2 separate regions of the Zea mays genome follow, and region 2 is linked to region 1. The links are chromatin contacts, called in public Hi-C maps. All regions are on one chromosome and are shown on one strand. The core of a region is the stretch at or near the end of the contact, and the rest is flanking DNA. Distances in the headings are between cores, read along the strand shown. Region 1 holds the start of LOC100281824. Region 2 holds the start of LOC103652907 (receptor protein kinase TMK1).

The links. Hi-C and Micro-C count contacts between places; a contact is called where the count stands out from the background.
Region 2: a Hi-C map of leaf shows a contact between it and region 1, with 7 times the contacts expected there. The contact joins the promoter of LOC103652907 here to the promoter of LOC100281824 in region 1. A contact is called at or near these places in 8 of 25 Hi-C or Micro-C datasets (bundle sheath, ear, leaf and 1 more) and 1 of 3 datasets of contacts at active chromatin or transcription factors (leaf).

Annotation. Positions count from the first base shown.
Region 1 is chr4:18,844,353-18,847,439 of Zm-B73-REFERENCE-NAM-5.0, reverse strand. LOC100281824 reads left to right here and starts at 1,833. Exons shown (of 2, transcript NM_001368105.1): 1 at 1,833-2,181; 2 at 2,276-2,847. The coding sequence starts at 1,926. The coding sequence ends at 2,706.
Region 2 is chr4:18,974,112-18,977,115 of Zm-B73-REFERENCE-NAM-5.0, reverse strand. LOC103652907 (receptor protein kinase TMK1) reads right to left here and starts at 1,319. Exons shown (of 2, transcript XM_008679900.3): 1 at 1-1,319. The coding sequence starts at 1,089.

The sequences.
Region 1 (3,087 bases), core at 584-3,083:
TTGCTTTCCAACCCCTGAATGTTTGGTCCACGGTTTTCCATGCCAACATGCACTAAATCATGTGTAAATAAGGACAAAGTTAGTCTTCTAGGACGCATTGGATATCTATGAAGTCACACCTAGCCCTAGCCTATCATTTTGCGGGTCGGGTCACGTGTAGACCATGGTTCACAATTTCATTTGTACGGCTCGAAATTTTGTTTTTTTTTACCAAAATTTGATTTTTATATTTTTTGAATTTGGAACCGAAATAAAAAATGGGACCGAATTTTGTATCTCGAAACGCACCGAAATCAGGAAGTTTTATGATGATTATCTATGAAGGAATATAAATGAGTATATAGAGTTTAGGATCTAGTAAGTGATGAATTTTTACTATCGTAATAACTCGGTCGATGTAGATGGTTTTGATCAAACCTGGAAAAAAAATGAAACAAAACACCACCTATGTCCATTTTCGCGAATTGCTTTGCTGTGTGAGCGGTTCACCTCGAGCGGGTTGGCGTGGCTCCCGATGGGACACGCCGCGTTGCTAGCCGCCAGTCCCGCCACGTTGTTGTCTCGTGTCTCGGCGAGTTTCTTTTCTTCACACGTCTTGAGAAATCCAAGTGAATTCTCGCAAGGGATGCATGCAGCCCGGGCTGGATAAGTCTGGGAATATTTGAGGAACACCATGATTGGCGACGTGGTGCGCATCCCATTGCTCGAGACGATTGACCCACTATGACGAATCTAGCTAGCTCTTGACGCTGATTGGGTACGGTGGAGGTGGAGGTGGAGGTGGAGGTGGAGAAGCGCTGAGAGCCACCTTCCATGGCTTTCTGCTGCCTCAGCTGTAAAATATGTACAGTAATTTGTTAAAGATCCTGACGAACCGTCCACGGATGGGACGACCACCAAAAAAATAGAGGTGCATCCATCAGCCACATGTTTAGGCCCATTTTAGAATAAAGAAAATTTTACTAGATCCTGCATTTTCTTGTGTTTTTAAACTAATTTCTATAGATTTTCTATATCGTTATAAAATTCATGTGTTCCCTAGAAGCTGTTAGGCGTGGCTATATATAGCCAATAAGCATGAGGCCTGCGAGCCCGGCACGAAGCCCGCTGTTTGGGCCCGGTTCTATGTGGATCCAGGTCAGCCCGGAACGAATAAGCAGCCCGGGTTCGGACAGAAAATTAGGCATGGTGGGCTAGTCCGGCATGGTTGGTTTACCTCTAAGCCCGTTAAACCCTGCACTAAAACGTGCCCGCTTTTCTGTCCGTTTAGACCCGCCCTGGGTCGGGCTCTGACAAAAAATCGAGCATGCGGACTTAGACGGTCCGACCCGATTTTCTAGCCGCGCTTGGCAGGCCAGGCTCAAAACGGGCCGGGCTTCACTGGACCCGGGTCGGGCGACCCGTTTGGCCATCTCTAGTCGTGGCGCGTGGGACATATAAATCAGTCGTCGTGGATCGATATATGCCCTGCTTGTGCATTCATATTGAATAATAAAACTCAAGCACCCTTTAGACTGGAGGACATAAAACTATAGATGATATGATTTAATCCTATTTTAGAGTATAGTTTAAAATATGTGATAAGATATGGGATCGGTGGAGATAGGCCTACGAAGACACGTTAATTAATTGTCTTATGTTTGTAGCACGTACAAAGAGTTCAGAGCCTGCCCTTATTTCAGTTATTTACATTAAGTGGATGATCAATTTCACTCTTTTAATATAACCAACCTGTTTAAAATCAAAGGTCCAAACCATTTACTTGTTTCTCCGGTTCTCCCACACGTCCCCCAGCCCTATAAAAAGCAAGAGGCGGGTAGGTTAGGTTGCTCAGACGCGGCTAGGAGCAGCTGCTGGGCAGCTATCCAGCGGGCCACTGAGTTTACCTTACTCTTACTCTTACATACTAAGATCGCTACCAGAGCATGGCGGGAACTTCGTCGTGGTCGTCGTCTTCATCCTGCGCGTCGTCGTTCGGGTCGCCCGACCACGACGTCGTCTGCGTCACCGAGCCGGACTCTGTGGGCGCCGCAGCCGTCGCCGTCGCCGACGCCGAGGGAAGCGTCAAGTTCCTGTGCAGCTACGGCGGCAGGATCCTGCCCCGCCGCACCGACGGCACGCTGCGCTACGTCGGCGGCGACAACCGGGTCCTCTCCGTCGACCGTCCCATCCGGTTTTACGGTAGTACATATATTTGTGCCGGCGAATCGACACGAGTCCACTGAACAATCCTTTGATTTCTCTGACTTCAGTTGCCGTTTATTTCTGTCGGCAGTGTTGCAGCGGAAGCTGAGGGAATTGTGCGGCGGCTGGGAAGCGCACCTGCGGTGTCAGCTACCGACGGAGGACCTGGACGCGCTCATCTCCGTCACCTGCGACGACGACCTCGCCAAGCTGCTCGAGGAGTACGACGAGGCTAGCAAGGACCGCCTCCAGTCGCTCAAGATCCGGGCGTTCCTGTTCCCGACTAGGACGCCGGCGCCGTCCATACTACAGCGTAGGAGCCCGCCGTCGATTGCTCACCTCCACTGGCAAAACACTTCCCCGCCGGCCGCAGCCGGCGTCTCGCTGACGTGCGCGCCGCGGTGGTGGGCAGCGCCCCAGGCCTCTCGCCAGGCGCAGGCGCCCCAGGCGCAGAACTACGACCGACACAGCCTCGGTGAGGAGCGGCCGCGCCTGTACTATTCATATATGCCACGGACATAATTAGATCAGATTTATCATTAGACCCTGACCAAATATGGTCCAAAATTTTGTTGAAGTTTTAATAGACCTACATGAACAACTTATTGTAACATATATATACGGAGTAATATAAAAAAATGGGCGCTTACAGTTGAGTTAAAATTATAATTCAGGCACGCTATAGTATTCCTGTTTAATGTTCATCTGAACTTTAGATCTTGACCCCCCGCCACCCTACCAACCTCGTGTGCCCCACTCATTGTCACGTTTGTGGTTGTGATTTTAGCCGATCTCGTTTTATTTTTTTTAAACCCTAACAAAACCTCAATTACGTTCGTATTTTCATATCTATGGTTGATTCACAATTTGATTGAGCTCAAAATTTGTGAAAACTTAAGAAAC
Region 2 (3,004 bases), core at 70-2,569, 130 kb before region 1:
AAGACCAGGCCATGGATCGCATGGGTTGTTGCCTGCCCACTTCTTGAGCTGCAATGGGTATCCAAACCCTGAAGCCACCCCAAGCAGAGTGGTCACCAGTGGATCGCATGGCCCAGGGTCTTCGTGACAGAACCCGTTCCCAGAATCAATATCCACAGTCTTAGCTGCGAATTTTGGTTTTGGCCCTTGAAGAAAGTTATTGGACAGCGCCACATCCTGAAGGCTTGTGATCCCTACAAGAGAGGGTGGCACCGGTCCGGTGAGGCTGTTGTCTCTGACATTGAAAGTCTCCAGCTGCGTGTTGGGATCAAACTCCGGGATCGGGCCGGTGAACGAGTTGGACTGAAGCCACAGTGTCTTCAAGCTCGGCAACTTCGCCACAACGTCAATTGGCCCTGACAGCATGCCGTTCGACCTCTGGCTGTTGAGCTGCAGCGTCTCCAGCGAGCCCAACGCCTCTAACCCCACCGGCAGGACCCCGGTAAGGTTATTGTACGACAGCCGCAGCGTCTGTAGCGACGTCAGGTTGGCAAGAACCGCCGGGAAGGGGCCAGAGACAGAGGCATTGGAGGCCGAGAAGGTCTGAAGCATCGCGCACCCCGCGATAGCGTCGGGGATGCTCCATGGCTCGAGAGGGAGGTCGTCCATACTGAGCTTGAGCAGCGAGGGGAGACCCTCGAGGAAGTCCGGCGGCAGGGTGGAGAAGGCGTTGCCGTCGAGAACGAGGGTCTCGAGGGAGCCCATCTGGGCCAGGGAGGGCAGGTCGCCCTCCAGCGCGTTGCCTTGGAGCTGCAGCGATTGGAGCGCGGTGAGATTGGCGAGGGACGAGGAAAGGGTGCCGGATAAATGCAGCTTGGCGAGGTTGATGCCGGTGACGCGGGCGGCGCCGTTGCAGGTGACGCCGCTGAAGGAGACGCCGCCGCAGACGTCGGTGCCGGTCCAGGACGGCGGCGGGTTGGTCAGCGACTTGGCGAGGTCCAAGATGACGCCCGCGTCCGGGGTCATGGCCGTCGCCGCGGAGGCGGGGCCGGGGCCGGCGAAGGCGAGGAGGAGCAGGAGGGGGAGGAAGAGAAATCCCGCCCTCCCCATGTCGGATTCGCCGTAAAGGGGGCGCAAATGCGACGGATTGTTCAGCGGAGAATTCTGATTTCTTGCCTGGACCGGGAAGATGTATTTTTGGCGTCTCCGGCCGCGCGGTGCTTCTGTTCCCTCTCTCTCTCTCCCTCTTGTTTCTCTCTCTATAGATTTTCTCTCCTGTTGCCATTTGTGTGTGTGGGAATTTTCTCTCTCCTGGATGGATCTCGTTTCATTTCGTTCATCTGCTTCGGCTGTCTGCGGCGTGGCGCGTACGTCCTCGCGAGTGTGGGCTGTCGCGGGACGTCGTGGGTTGGGCCACTCATGTCCCTTTCCATGAACACGTCCATGTACTACAAGACACTCTCTTTTTTTTTTGCGCGCGGAGAAACATCTCAAATAAGTTATAATACTCCCTCACCGTTGCAAAAATAATTGGCGTTTCACGATTTAAATTTTATCTCAAAACAATTGTTAGAGCATCTCCAAGAGCTCTCCATAAAACGACTCCTCAAAATCAGTTTTAAGGGACATCTAAATAATAAGTGGGGGTAAATTTTAATCCTTTCTCCAACAGATCCCTTAAAGCAGCAGTTTGTTTCTGGGGAGCCCAAAAAACCCCTCATTTGTAGCTACAAATGAGGGAGTTTTAAGGGCTATGAAAAAGTTGGGGACGCTTTAGGGGAACTGTTGGAGACATGTTTTTGTGTTTTTCCCCAAAAAATAGATTTAGGGGAGACTTCTGGGAAGCTTTTGGAGATGCTCTTATTCACTTTTCAATACATTTTTTCTTCTTCTAGTATATACTTTATACATTTTTTCTGTTTTTTATAAAGGATGTTAGTCTTTTGCCTTGTACTAGCTAGTGGAAGTGCACGCACGCCCGTGATAAAAAAAATACAATGGTGAAACAAGTATGAACAACAAGCAATGGTCTGACGACGGAATTAACAATATATGTATATCAACAGTAAGCAAAGAGATTTATTCAGCAAAGGAATTACAGATGCCAGTATGTCGTCTCATCATCTAGAGCACAGATATAGATAAATAGACTACAGAAGGAATTGGAGATGAGGCGACGAGAACAAAAGGAAGATGGAGATAGCTAGAGGATGACAGGTTCTTGCCCCTTGCTTTGTGTTGCTTGCAGGTGAAAGGTCCCTTCTGGGTTTTGGTGTTTTAGATAACGACACAATTAAGGACGGATAAGTGTGTTGTGTGTGTTGAACGGGTTCCTAGTGAAAAGCATGTAAGGTTCAACACACGTGGAAGATGTGATATTCCATATAGGCTATGGTGAATATGGATTATAGGTATCACAAGTGAAGAAGATGGAGGATGGACATTGATTAAGTGGAAAATCAATATACATGTCTTGGAGACAGTTGATCAAACTGACGAAGAAGGCAAGGACTTCGAGGGGCCAAGAAAATGGAGAAGGTCAAGAGGACTCAGGTACCTAAAGCCTAAGTGAAGAATATGGTCTTGCTAGAGGTCGAGGTTGATTAGGATAAGAAGAGACATGGTGCATTGAAGACAACAACATAACGATGTGACTTAAAGCCAACGAGGTAATTCATATGGTTTATGATTTAAGTCATGGAAAGGGTCATGAGGGTGTTGGAGCTCAAAGATGACTAATGAGATCAAGTTATGTTGACTTGGAGTTTTGGAGTCCAACCCCAGGCTCAAACAGGTCAAAAAGCAATATGATGAAAAAGGTTAAGTATGAGAGGTTTGATCATTTGAACATATTGCATACACCTTTTACTATATATTTGGCACTTTGATTTGCACTCTAACGTCGTTCGAAGTGAAAGTGCCATTTTGGTCCCTATTTGATAGGAAACAGAGAAGCAATGGAGAAAAGGAGAAAGTGGTGAGTCCATGTGACTTAGTCAATTAGATAACACTCTAATTATATTTA